Regions from separate parts of the Zea mays genome. Here region 2 is linked to region 1. A link is a contact called in public Hi-C data. All regions are on one chromosome and are shown on one strand. The core of a region is the stretch at or near the end of the contact, and the rest is flanking DNA. Distances in the headings are between cores, read along the strand shown.

Region 1 (7,124 bases), core at 4,149-6,648:
TTGGTCGGTTGGCGTGGCGATTTGGCCAAGGTTGCTTCTTGGTAAAGACCGGGCCTTGGGCGAGCCGAAGGTGTGTCCGTTGCTGGAGGGGGGCCTCGGGCGAGACGTAGATCCTCCGGGGTCGGCTGCCCTTGCCCGAGGCTGGGCTCGGGCGAGGCGTGATCGCGTCCCTCGAATGGACCGATCCTTGACTTAGTCGCACCCATCAGGCCTTTGCAGCTTTGTGCTGATGGGGTTACCAGCTGAGAATTAGGAGTCTTGAGGGTACCCCTAATTATGGTCCCCGACAATAGATATGAGATACATTATCGAGAAAACAAGAACGACAAATAAATACTTATCCACAAAGCAAAAAATATACCTGTATGTGTGTTTGGTGTTTGTGTATTGCATGTGCACCTCACCAAGTGTTGAACGTTTCTTCTGATCAGCAAATCTTAGGAACACATACAGAAGAACTGGAGCTAAGGGTTCTAGATTGAGTTTTGTCCAGACGGATACTTATTAGAAGAACTAAAGCTACTTGATCCACGGAATCCATCTTGGATAGGAAATGAAACAAAATTTGACCACTAAATGCCTAAACTTGACTTGAGCTACGGGATTCATTTTCATATATAGCATATAACATCTTCACATATAGCTTATAACATTAAACAAGACTAATATATACCTAAATTGATCATTAAATACTTAATTGTGGCATTAAATCCGGTTTCCCGGCAAAAAATGTCGGTTTACCGGTCTAAAATAACGGTTCACCGGTCCCAAAAACGGTTTATCGACGGTTTTCGGTTTTTATGAATTTTTTAAATTTTTTTGAATTTGGAACGAATTTGAAAAAAACCGATGGTTAACCGGAACCACATCCCGGCGGTTTCGGTAAACCGACCGATTAACCGCCGGTTTTTATCGGTTTTGTAAACCTTGGTGTGCGACCCACTTAGGTGCGGTGGACCGTTGGTTGTGGTACGAACTCGTTTTGAAGAGAGCACACATTTTGATTGTTAACGTACGACCCAATTTTTAAATTAATTGGAATGGCAACATATATATGAAAAACAAACAATTTTTTCCGGGCACGAACAAATATATTCGATATCGTAGTATTGCATTGTTCTTCTAAATATATGAATAAAATAACAAACTTTAAATTGCAAAAATCATTTTCAATTGCGTGAGAATATGAGTTCGAAAAATATTACATTTAAAAAATTAAATATACTTATTTTTTGCGTAAGTTCAAATTGTATTCATATAATTGTTAAAAAAATAGAGGAGCAAATTTAGAGGATATTATTGAAGAAAAAGATGATATAGAGGATATACTATTTTAAAGAATTCTATAAAGTTCAGGCAATATTTGTTAGAGAATGAAATTTAAATAAGGTTGGTAGAGATAGATTGTTGGGTTGGTCCAGGACTTCACTCAAGCTCGTTAGGCCCACAAGCAGTTGCAGTGCCGCCGCTCCTCTCGTCTTCCCCGTGGCCTTAACTTTACGGCTTCACCGACCGAAAACCCCCATTTCCTCTTCTCCAAACCCCACTCACCGCAACGAGCCGCCGGATCCATGGCCGGCAAAGACGGCTCCGTCCCTTCCCCGCCTCCTCCCCGGCTCCCATCCTACCCTGAGGTATGATTCTCCCATTACATTTTGTTTGCGGCGCCAAACTGTCCTCGGTATGTTTTTAATTTGCTACTGTGCTGCTCGCGGTCGTGGGCACGCACACCGTCTCGGCCGTGTTGCGGCCGCTCGCTTGCGCAGATGATCGTGGAGGCAATCCGGGCGCTGGGACTCGAGAACGGCTGCAACAAGACTGCGATCTCGGACTACATCAAGGGCAGCTACGGCTCCAACCTCCCTGCCCAGCACAACGCCGTCCTCACGGGCCACCTCGCCCGCATGAAGGCTACCGGTGAGCTCGCCTTCCTCAGGAACAACTATCTCCTCCCCAACGAGGACGAAGCCTCCCCGCTGAGCACCGGTGGGCACAAGGGCCCCGCCGCCGCCGAGGAGTCTACTGGCGTGTTGGACGTTGGTGACGATGTGTTGCTTGCTTCCCCTCTCGTCATCGACGCTGACGCCGTCGACATTGACGTGCCTGCTCCAGCTCCCGTTGTCACCGCTGATGTCGACGACATTGACGTGCTTGCTCCAGCTCCCGTTGTCAGCGCTGATGTCAACCCTGTTCATACCAAGCGGGGACGCGGACGGCCCCCGAAGCCCAAGGACCCCGTTGCTGAGGGCTACGGTGGTAAGCCCGCTACAGCTCCCGTCGCCGCCGCTGCCGTGCCTGTCAAGCGCGGGCGCGGACGTCCGCCGAAACCCAAGAACCCCGTCGCCGAGGACTCAGCTCCCACTGCGTCTTCCGTCGTCACCACTGATGGCAATGCCGTGCCTGTGAAGCGTGGGCGCGGACGCCCCCCAAAGCTCAAGGACCCCATCAATGTGGCCACTGACCAGGCCACCAGCGGCATGCTCAGCCCACGTGGCCGTGGGCGCCCGCCCAAGAAGGCCAAGGTCGCCGTGGAAGATCCCAGAGGTGAACCTGCTGCAGCTCGAGACGTTGTTGTTGATGCCAGTGCTGTACATGTCAAGCGTGGGCGTGGACGGCCCCCAAGATGAGTCCTGCTCCTGCAGCTGCAGTGACTGGGAAGCCGTCTGAGTCTTAAACCATGAAAATTGAATCCTATGGTGGTAATGGTTTGGGAGTAGCTTGGTGTATCAAATTGAGTTCTGAACTATCTTATCCAGTTGGGTGCATAGCATCGGAAGACTAATCTCAATAATCGAGAAATTTGCTGTTTTGCCACTCTCAAATTTGGCTGCTTGTTATTATGCCATCTCGTGTCTATGACTGGTGGGACCGTCTGTGTCTATGATTTGTGGGTCCGATGGCATACTGGCGAAGCCCACAAATGATAATGGCAAAATTGCCAATGGCTCCTCAATAATCTGGATGGTTTCTGTACATTGAATGGCGGATGATGCGTAATAGTTGACTGCTGCTGAAGACTTGACTTAATCATTGCTATTTTCTTCTCATTGTTGCGTGTTAATTCCATCTTAGCATTATCCGTCAACTATTTGAGTTGTTACTTGCACCTCTGTATGGAATTCGTTTATCTTTTCATCATCAAGGTATACATGTTATCTACTTATCTTAAGGGTGGTTTATAGGAATTGCTTAGAGCTTATCTGTTATGTGTCAGATGGATGTTGACTTAAATTTTTTAATGTAAATAAACATTATTTTCTAAGTTCATCCTTGACGCTCAGTTCAATGAATAAGTGATTTGGTTGTTAGTTGCCATTACTATCACACAACCGTGTTATGTGAAAGTATTTTTTTACATTTGCTTGTGAACTGGAAGTTGATCATTTTCTTAACAATGGTACTAACAAAAAAAAAGCTTTGGTATGTATCTTGAAGTTTTTCCGTGTTTGAGTGCCCTTAATTAGTCTAGGTGTCACAGCATGGTTGATTGCAGTCTGATACAATACGATTTGTGGTAGTTTCATACTTTTGTACCATGGTTGGATTGGTACATGACAGTGTAGAGAATAATTTAGTTTTTGTTGTCAATGATTTGAGCTATCAGTTTGACTTCAGTGTTACTAAGATGTGCTGGACGGCTTGTCAAAATATTGCCAGTTGCCACATTGTTCTAGCATGGTGGCTTGACTCTATTTTTTTAAAAGCCTTGTGCTAATTGCTGAACTATGATAGTAAGGTTGTACTGCTGCTTTGTTCAGGATCATTAAAGCATACATGTTATTTTGGTAGGAGAGGTTTGTATGTATCTGTTGGAAAATGAACTAGAACTCTAGTAGTATAGTTATCACTTATCACTTATTTTTTTTTACCTATAGTTCATCCTAAATAGTCAGCATTGCGTCAATTTGGATTGTCTGGGTGTGCTTACAATTGTTATTTTAAGCATGTGTTCAATGGATATGTGATATGATTGTTTGGCAAGTGCCTTTACTATCACAACTTCAGAAGAACATGTTTAATGGAAATAGAATTTTATTTCCACTGTCTTTGAACCGGAAGCTAACCATTTGTCAGAATTAACCCGTTAGTTATAATGCTTGCGATAGCTTGTTTCTTTTGGACAGCTGTAGTATTAGAGATATATTATCTGAAACATTTTTCACACGGATACAATATTGTGTTTTTTCAGGTTTGAGTGTCTTTTTTTGACAAGGGTTTTGAGCATGGCCGGCCCTGAGAATTTGGAGGCCCTGGACGGGACAAAAATAGGGGCCCATTGACAATAAACATAACAAGATTATACACAATTGCAACTATAATACTGACAAAATTATAACACGGAGGTCATTTAAAAGTTTCTTCTAACATTCCTAGATGCAAAGTCAGTGATGATAGAGTCAGTATCAATACCATCCAACAGGTGCTTCTCAATGCAAAAGGTTGCCAAAGACCAAACCATTTAATATTTCTTAGTACATTAGTGACCTCAAATAGTTATTCAATAGCTTCAACTTAGAAAAGTTTTTTTTAGCTTATGCGGCAGTCAAGGCGTAGTCAATAGGATTCAAAGAAGCAATAAAAACATTAGGATGATGTCCTTAAAGTCAAATCGAATTTGATACAATCAGAAACACAAGAACATTCTATTAGGATTTAGGGACTAGTTTGGAGTTCCATTCTTTACAACTGAAGCGCGACGATAGGCCTAGGGTGGGCGGCGATCGGTTTGCTTATCCGAGTGTTTGCGGGGCAGAGGGAGCAATTGATGTGTGGAGGGCGAGGGCCAACAATTCGTGACTCGGGAGCGGTCACTGGCCGTCTGCCGCATGTGCGTGCGAACTACTCGCCTGGAGGCATAGAAACGTTGAGCGGTCAAGGAGAAGGCACTAGAGCATGAGTGATTGATTGCATACCTGATTAATAGATTTTTGGGCCAAACTATAGACTAATATATATGACATATAGTAGGTTGTATGTAGATGCCCTCTGATTTTTGGAGGCCTGGTGCAGCAGCACCACTCGCACCTACTCAGGGTCGGGCCTGGTTTTGAGCGTCCTAGCTGACTAATGTATGATGATACCACCCTGCACGTGTCCTAAACATGACGTAGGGACAACCTTGTATGTGAACAGTGCAGTATATAATACAAAACAATGTTTTGAGACATAACTGCTGAACACGGTTTTAGGTGTGAAACTGTGAATGGCATTGCTGCTTCTGTTCAGTGGCATGCCGCCATGGCTTCCGAATCCCGACGCGTGAGAAACGCTAGAGGCCCATTTTGGTTCCCATGCCACTACCGGGCTTTGACAGTGCACCAGCCCGTGCAGTCGAGCAAGGTATTGCGGCCCGCCATACAGTCAGGTCAGGAGAGAAGATGCCTTCGAAGCTACTCCATGAGTACAACCGCACAAACAAACGATTCCACAAGCTGCTTCTCCACTGCTGCTGCTCTCGCCTTTATTGCTACTTCGTTCTTCCTCGTTTGCTTCGTCCCCGCGGCGACAACATCCACCACCAAGTCGTCCACTCCGCGTGAACGCATCCACGCTCCAATCTCATCTGTTCGCGGCCGCCTACGCTTCCTCCGCCTCCAGCGCCATGATGAAGGACAAGATGAAGGGTTTCATGAAGAAGATCACCTCCTCCGGCTCTGGGACCCCGTCCTCATTCAAGGGCACCTCCCACGTCCTCGGCTCCGGCCCCTCCCCCTCCTCCTCCTCCTCCCACCCCGCTTCCCGCCCCTCAGACCCTAGCGCAAACCCCAAGCCTGCCCCTAAGCGGCCCTCGCCACCTCCCCCGCCCACTTCAACCACCGATTTCACCCCGTACACGCCCCTCGTCTCCTCCTCCTCCTCCTCCTCCCGCCGCTCCGTCGCGAATGGCACCGCGGCCGCCGCCACTATCGCGTGCCCCAGCTGCGAAGACGCGTTCCCTTCCGAGCTTGCCGTCACCGAGCACCTCGACGGCTGCCTCGCGTCCGCGGGGGGCGCCCGCGCGCGCGCCGCCGCGTACCTCGCTGCCGACCCACCCCCGCCGCCCGCTGCCGTTGAAGTGGTCAAACGCCTGCTGGGCAACCTGCTCCGGGAGCCCAGCAACGACAAGTTCAGGCGGGTGAGGCTGGGCAACCCGCGGATCAAGGAGGCCGTGGCGGACAGAGAAGGCGGCGCGGAGCTCCTGGAGGCCGTCGGGTTCAGGGTCGGGGATGAGGGCGGGGAGCCCTTCGCCGTGATGGACGAAGTGCCCAGCGACGCCAGGCTCAACGGTATCAGGAGGGCCCTCCTCCTGCTCGAGGGGGCACACTCCTCTGCGGCTCCAGGGAAGGTGGAGGCTGAGGCCAAGGAGAGTTGCAGCAATGTGCCTGATGTGCTGCAGGACGGTGCTATGACAATTGATCGGCAGGTAAGAAGAGGGTTCCGTTGATAATAAGGCCTTTAATTGGTTGGCTAACACAAAGCTTTCATTACCATCAATCAGCACAGTATGGTTGGTTGATTTACTTATGTCATGCCATTTTTACATGAACTGCCAATTTTATGCTTGTTTCGTTGCGCTGTTAGCTAGCTTCATTAGGACTTAGGAAATAATAGTCAGTTATAACATATTTCACCTTTTGAACTATTATCTCAAAAAATTTGCTGTTAGCATAAACATAGAAGTGTAGAACAGTGCAAGATTGTAAAGGCATGTACCTGGAAGATCGTATGTCTTACCAAATGTGTAACCATTTCTTGAGGTATTAGTGGGACAATAACTATAAATTAAGGGATATCAGAAAAAGATCCCTGCTGTACAGCGCAGAGGGATCAATTCCCTTGTTGTGCTGGTGGCATGGTGGTTGTGGAAACAACGGAATGAATGTGCGTTCGAGGGGGCTACTCCTCGCAGCAGTCAGACTATTCAAAACATCAAAGACGACACTCATCGGTGGTGTCTGGCAGGCGCGGGAGGTCTGCGCACATTTTGGACTTAGTTTTTGGCGGCTCCTAGTCGTTTTTTTCTAGATGGATCATTTTGTGTATTTTCGTTTTTGGCCACCGTAAGGTGGTTTTTCTTTGGATGTTTAGATCTATTTTAGACCTTTTTCTGTCCTCTTAATATATTTAATGCGCAGTTCTCCTGC
Region 2 (7,005 bases), core at 89-2,588, 360 kb before region 1:
TTGTGTGGAAACTTGCGTCGATCGTTGGATCGAGATCCGACGGCTCGGATTTATCAGCAGAGGTTAAGAAAACACGGGCATCCGTTTTCTGTGCCGCATCGCCCATCGGAAGAGACAGGACGATGGAGATTTGTTGGCACCAAACTCGATGGAGAGGCCCCCCAAGGCCCAAGCGCAGCGGACAAGCTTTTATAACTGACCTGCTCGCCTCTCTTTCCTTTCCCTCTCTCTCAGCTAGTCCTCCAAACCCCCACGTACTATACTACGTACGTTATTAACCCCACCTCCCCAGCAGCTAGCATCTCCTCGTCGCTAGCAAAGCAACACCCGAAGGCCTGCGGGCGCGCGGCGTGCGGCCACGCCACCGCGCCATGGGCAACGCTCTGGCGGGCAGGCGGCGCGCGGCCAAGGTGATGACGGTGGACGGCGCCACGTTCCGCTACAAGACCCCCGCGGCGGCGTGCGCGGCGCTGCGCGGCCACCCGGGCCACCAGCTCCTGGAGTCGGAGGAGGTGCGGCGGCTGGGCGTGCGCGCGCGCCCGCTGGACCGCGACGCGCCGCTCAAGCCCGGGAAGCTCTACTTCCTGGTGCAGATCCCCCGCGGCGGCGCCGGGGACGGCGACGACCCGCGCGCGCCGCGCAAGACGTGGTCGGGCGCGCTGCGCGTGGGCGCCCGCGAGCGCCTGGAGGGCCTGATGCTGTCCCGGCGCACCGTCTCGGACGTGTCGTCCATCCTGCCGCCGCCCGCCGCCGCGCGCCTCGCCGCCGCGTCGCCGTCGCCGTCGCCGCCGTCGTCCGTGGAGGTGGGCGCCGACGGCGCGGTGCGGCTGCGCATGCGCCTGCCCAAGGCCGACGTGGCGCGGCTGATGCAGGAGAGCCGGGACCCCGCCGAGGCCGCCGAGCGGATCATGCAGCTGTGCGTGGCCAGGGACCAGGGCGTCGTCGCAGCGCCGCCGCCCTCCGCGCTGATGTCCGGCAAGAACCCGGCGCCGGCGGCGGCTCCAGCGCCGGCGTTGAAGAAAGAGGTGAGTGGGCATGCATGCATGATCCCTTCCCTTGCAACAACAACTCCTCTGATCGAGTTGCAGCTTAAACACACAACTGCAAGGCCACCTATAGAGCTGGTTATAGGGAACAATTAACCAATCATTATCCCGAAGCCGTCCCGTGACACTAGTTGGACTTAGCTAGGAGTAGGACACGGGCAAAACCAAATGCGCAAAGACGACGGCGCATCGCGATCGTGCAACGTACTGTTGCGACGCAAAATCAATAGGAAACTTATGGGCGCTCAGCTCGTTTGGAAATTGGAAGACGACGACAATGGAACGGATCGGATGGGCTGTGGCTTCACTCTCGTGCTCAGCTTTGTTTTTGTAGTAGGTACTCACTGCACTTAACAAATCCAGCGTCGTGCGTGCATGCCAGCCCTCCTTGTACTACATGTCAACTAGATAGCCCAGCGCGTAAGCTTGCTTGCTTGCTAATGGGGTCCACGTCGCATGAGGGCGACCACACGCGTCCGGCTAATCGCCCCTGCATGTGCCTAAGATTCCGCGTCTGTGTTAGACTAACCCCCGTGTCCCCGTCCGAGCCATTGGCAATTTTGCCATTATCATTTGTGGGCTTCGCCAGTATGCCATCGGACCCACAAATCATAGACACAGACGGTCCCACCAGTCATAGACACGGGATGGCATAATAACAGGCAGCCAAATTTGAGAGTGGCAAAACAGCAAATTTCTCGTCCCCGTCCCGTCCGGGCCCCTTGGGATTATCATTCATGTTACGATTGGTGACGAGAGTTCACATGGTCTGGCCCACCCTACCCCCTCCGGCCAGGTGACGTTTTCAGACGTAGGCATGCCATCATCTTCCTCATGTCTTTCATTACTTCTACTGCATGTAATTTTTATTTCACTACGCTTACGAATGGTACATGTATAACGTGGTACGGTGGGGTAAAAGATGAGGCTAGTGTGTGTGGTTGCCAAATAAAAAGACACGTGCACCACTATTTCCAAAGAGATGGGACTGCACATCACGGTGCCTTAAAATAGTGTTTGCTCCTCATCTCCTCTTTGCTTTCCTAGTAATGAAAGGGGCCGCCCTAATAGAGAGTTGGTAGGAGTTATTAGTGAACCCGATTAGTTCAGTCAAATCGCGATAAACAAAACAAATCCTCAAGGGACACGGTCAGTCCTTGCAGCGTTTACTACCTCCTGACGTCGAGCTATATAAGTCGCTATTTAGCAACACGGACAAATTGAAGGACAATCGTGGACTGCAGCTTTGCTTCTTTTTTTTCTTCTTTTTTCTGGTAGCACGACTTTGCTTGGTGTTAGAAAAGGAAGGGAGAGATCGAGTACCGATAATACATAAGATTAGTGATTTGGTTCACGGTCGCAACGCTTTCTTTTCAAGGGAAACCGTTGGTTTGTCAAAGGGCTTTAATTTCCAACGACCCGTCCCGGCCCCAGTCACTCCGACTACACCAAATCAAACGATGCCTTTCTGTGCATCTGTTTACACATGCAAGGCGTCGATCGTGCTTTCTTAGCTTACTGTTAACCTGATTTCACATTCTGGATTTTTTTTCCCTGTCCCCTTGTTGCAGAAGCGAACAAGGTTCAAGGCAGTCCCAGACGAGATCATCGGATGACAAGCGGAAGCCTTGAGATCGAGTACTCCTGTTTTTTTTTTCTCTCTCTTCCCCTGCTTGATCGCTTGTTCATCGGCAAGATGCATGGGTTGCTGGGGTTATCTGGAACATGAGAAGCCGCTCTGGCTTCCTATCTAATCTCCCCAGCAATTCTCATCGCGTCCTAAGTCTTAGGCCAGTCGCCATCTACGTACTTCAGTCTTCGTTCTCTGTTTTCATAGGTATGGAAACGTAGCAGTATAGCACTGTAGTAGTTAATTAGGAAAGCAAAAAAAATGACGAAGAAAAATATGCTAGCAATATGTACCGTACTGGTGTGATATACATGGGGCATGTACAGCCACCTTGATCAGAGGGTCAGTGTGAATGAAACACTGAATCAGAATGTATATATTCTATGTTTGTATATTTATAACTAGCCACGTTTCTTTCTCAGTTTACTCACTGCTTTCCAGTGCGCTTATGGGTGCTATTTACCTTGTCGTACGCATGTGTTTTGTACGCCGCCCCCTTTTGACCGGTGGTGCTTCTGATTCTCCAAACTGCGACGTCAGGTATAAATCTGGCCGCGCCGGTGACGAAAGTTGATGCGCACCACCACCACCAGTCGTCCAGTCCACCACCACGCCGCACTGCTACGCTAGACTGCTACGACGACGCCGACCCGTCGCCACGCGCGCATGTGCGGCGCATGCATGCGACCACACACAAGGCCCGCGACACAATCGCATGTCGCTTTATCCGGCGCGGCGCCGCCTTTCCGCCACGGCCGCCCACGGCTATCGCCGTCCAATCGTTCGATCCTCATCGATCCTGTCTTTTTGGACACAGCGGGTGGTGGTTGGTGGTGGTGGCGCTGCTGCTGGTGCACCAAAGTCGGCAGCAGGCGCCGGCACAAGAAAATGGGGAATATGGCTGGTTCAGCTAATGCGTGATTATATTAAATGTAAGGGCTAGTTTGGAAGCTCAATTTTCTCAAGAGATTCTTATTTTTCCAAGGGAAAATGAACTAATTTCCATTGGGAAAATAAAAATCCCTTGGGATAATATGATTCCCAAACTAGCTCTAAGAGAAAAAAAAACGATGATATGATGTGATGACAATTCCTCTCCTGCACGGGAGGAGGAAACAACGGGTCAGTGGCGCTGCAGGTGCAGGCTACAGATAAGCGAAGCGGGAGGCCCTTCGAGGAAGTGCATTGAGGCCCCACCGGTGTTTAGGCCCGCCTAGCCACTATTGTTGGTCCAAACAAACTGTAAAAAGGGTACATAAACCATCGTAGGACATGTGCATCTTCATCATTTCTGAAAGGTACAGAAACCGTCGTAGGCCACGGGATATCGAATAACTATGGGTACCCTAATCAAATCCTTTAAGGGCTTGTTCGGTTATTTTCAATCCATATGGATTGAAGGAGATTGATACGGATTGGAAGGGATTTTGAATTACTAGGGATTGAAACCCCCTCAATCCCCCTCAATACATATGGATTGGGGTAGAAACGAACAAGCCCTAAAGGGTCTGTGTCTCTGTGGTATTCTACGGATTCAGACCTATAATTGGGGCTAAGCATGAAGTAACCTTCAGGATCTATCACACTGTACTATCTAAGAGATGCTGCAAAACTGCTACTTACAGAGAACTCACCCGATCACGGTATCTACAGTGTATGGAGGTTATCAAGACAAACCTGTACAGCATTAGCTTCTAATGCGATATCCTTGGGTAGTAAAGCTCAGCGAATGGGCCCAGTAGCTCCTACCTCTCCCTTCCAAGAATTGATCAGGCATATCAGGGCAAGATTGGGCACCAAGTTTTTGTCAGGAAGTCGCGCCTTCGTCAATGGTGACACATCATTCTCATTAAGCCACATCTCAATCGCAACCCGTTCATACGAGTACCCATCAGACGCAATGCATGGATCCTGCATTACCCTCTGCAGGGAAAAAAATATTATATCACACCCTTCAAGTAGAAATAATAGAGACATCAAGCCGTGATTAGCTTGGACTACCTGTAAGTTCTAGGGCTTGTTTGACTGCACATAAATCCAACCCCCAATCCGCATGGTTTAGGAGGGATTGATGTAGAAAATCGACTTAAATTTCCACTTCAATCGTCCCAAGCCATATGGATTGGGGTAGATTTGTGTGCAGCCAAACAAGGCCCTACTGCACTATTGATTTTATAAATCAGGTACACCATAACATACTTCAGATTCTAAAGTTAGTTTCAATCTTCAGTCAGGTACATAATACTGTTCATCCTTTTAAAATGCGTCAACTGCCTAGTCTGCTTTTCATGAAGATGACAAACTATATGTCCAGGCATGGCCTACATGCAATTAGGTATGATTGAAATGGTAGAAATACCTTGAGTATAGGGCAGATAAAATGGCTTGGTGGTGCAGTTGGGATGGGCTGCACCGAATGATACACAGTGCTGGCAAGATTGTTCAGCCGCTCTAAAACTACAAGAACCTTAGACTTCAGGTCAGGTCGATCCTTGCTTCGCATTTCCAAACAACGGAGGCCAAGCTGAGTTAGCTCATGCGCTTCTCGCACAGGCCAATTTCCTGCACGTTGGTCCAGAATGTCAATAAGGTGATCCTCTTCCATTGCTCTCTCAGCAGTGTCTGCTAGCCCAATTGGTGACTTTGCAGTCAGAAGCTGCAAGAACACCATGCCCAAAGCGTATACATCAGATTTTGCTGAAACTTGACCTGTCCTCTGATACTCTGGGTCCAGATAAAACAGTGTACCAACTAGATCTGTTGATTTTCGAATTGTATGTGTTGACGAAGTGTCCCTTAATGGAAGAAATGTTGCAAGGCCTGCATCACCGATTTTGCTAGTGAAATTTCTGTCAAGGAGTATATTTGCAGGCTTGAGGTCACGGTGGATAATTGGCTTTGGTTTTGAACTGTGTAGGAAGATAAGTGCCAATGTTATTTCCCATGCAATACGGAAACGGTGGTACCATGGGAGTGGGGCAGTGTCTCCTTTGCACTGCAGCCGATCCTCAAGGCTGCCATTCTCCATGTACTCGTATACCAAGCAAGCTCTGTCCAGACAGGCACCTAGCAGCAGCAACAAATGGCGATGTCGGGTCTTACCCAAAATCTCAAGCTGCACAAGAGAGCACATCCCATTTAAAAAATAATGGAGATAACATGAGATGACAAATAAAGCATCAGTTTCTGTATATGAATGGACTTGATTCTAGATTTCAATACAGCTGTGATCTTACATTCTGGGATCCTGCATCACAGATCTTAGCTTGATTGTTGATATCATTATGATCTTCATACTTAATTATTAACTTTGCAATGGTGCACGGCATACCTCCTTTTCAAAATGTTTGGCAATGTGGCTGTCGTCAGATTTGAGTACTTTTATGGCCACAGTCTTATGGTGGACTTTGCCCTTGTACACTGTCCCGAATGCTCCCGATCCAATCTTAAGTGCCTCCGAAAACGATGATGTAGCAGATTCCATCTCCTCCCATGTAAATACTGTGTATGACTTGCCTCCCAATTCAAGAAGTTTCTCCAGCTTTTGCACATTATCAGCCTCCCTTGATAACCTAAGCTGCAAATTCTGCTTTTTCAAAGCTTCCTCTTTTGCAAGGTCCCTCACATGCCTAGCTTGCGCCTCTATAGCGTACCGCTGCTCCCTCTCTTTCCGCGCTGCCTCAGTGGTAATGTTGATCCTCTGGCGGACCTCCGCCAGCCGAGCTTCCTCTTGAGCACGTCTTTCAACTAGGTCAATCATCTAACATACGTTGAGGATGTGTCAGATTATGTGAATTTGGAAAGCAATTAGCTGCATGTATTGAGAAACGGTAACTCCAAACTTACTTGCTGAGAAGCACTGGTAGACTCATCCTGAACAAGTTTGCACACTCCTTTCATATGTTCTAGTTTAATCCTGAGTTTTTCAAGCTCAAAATTGGCATTATCCTGTGTCGGGGAAATAAGAATTATGGGAGTTCAGAAATTGGAAAAGCATGCCCTTACTTGCCTATTGAAGATGTTCAAAGATTAAACGGAGTTTTTTTATGAACAACAAAAGGCTATGGAAGTCAATTTTGATAGATTACTATTTTCTATCTAGGTGTTATGGGCCTTGGCCCAGCCCATGTCTTTTACTCTTTTCTGATATATACTGTTATGGTCGCTAGATCGGTGAGGGATTGGAGAGAGGTATCGATGGGCAGGAACACCGGCCGGGGGGCCTCTGCCCACGACCGAGCAAGAGGAGGGTTTCTCCCTTCTAATTATTGCCTACTTTATTTCTCATCCATTGATTACATAAATAGGCCGGCTGGCCGCCCCTATCTA

The links. Hi-C and Micro-C count contacts between places; a contact is called where the count stands out from the background.
Region 2: a Hi-C map of ear shows a contact between it and region 1, with 7 times the contacts expected there. The contact joins the promoter of LOC100501866 here to the promoter of LOC103632724 in region 1. A contact is called at or near these places in 8 of 25 Hi-C or Micro-C datasets (bundle sheath, ear, endosperm and 3 more).

Annotation. Positions count from the first base shown.
Region 1 is chr7:113,585,201-113,592,324 of Zm-B73-REFERENCE-NAM-5.0, reverse strand. LOC103632724 (plant UBX domain-containing protein 2) reads left to right here and starts at 5,398. Exons shown (of 3, transcript XM_008654466.4): 1 at 5,398-6,403. The coding sequence starts at 5,603. It overlaps LOC100383173, which reads left to right and starts at 1,551. Exons shown (of 2, transcript NM_001175838.1): 1 at 1,551-1,634; 2 at 1,767-3,025. The coding sequence starts at 1,572. The coding sequence ends at 2,627.
Region 2 is chr7:113,941,042-113,948,046 of Zm-B73-REFERENCE-NAM-5.0, reverse strand. LOC100501866 reads right to left here and starts at 1,338. Exons shown (of 2, transcript NM_001196507.2): 1 at 285-1,338. The coding sequence starts at 1,037. It overlaps LOC107604626, which reads left to right and starts at 238. Exons shown (of 2, transcript NM_001323503.1): 1 at 238-1,025; 2 at 2,618-3,101. The coding sequence starts at 372. The coding sequence ends at 2,662. It overlaps LOC103632728 (U-box domain-containing protein 35), which reads right to left. Exons shown (of 12, transcript XM_008654469.4): 9 at 6,523-6,624; 10 at 6,008-6,436; 11 at 5,036-5,791; 12 at 3,920-4,599. The coding sequence ends at 4,399.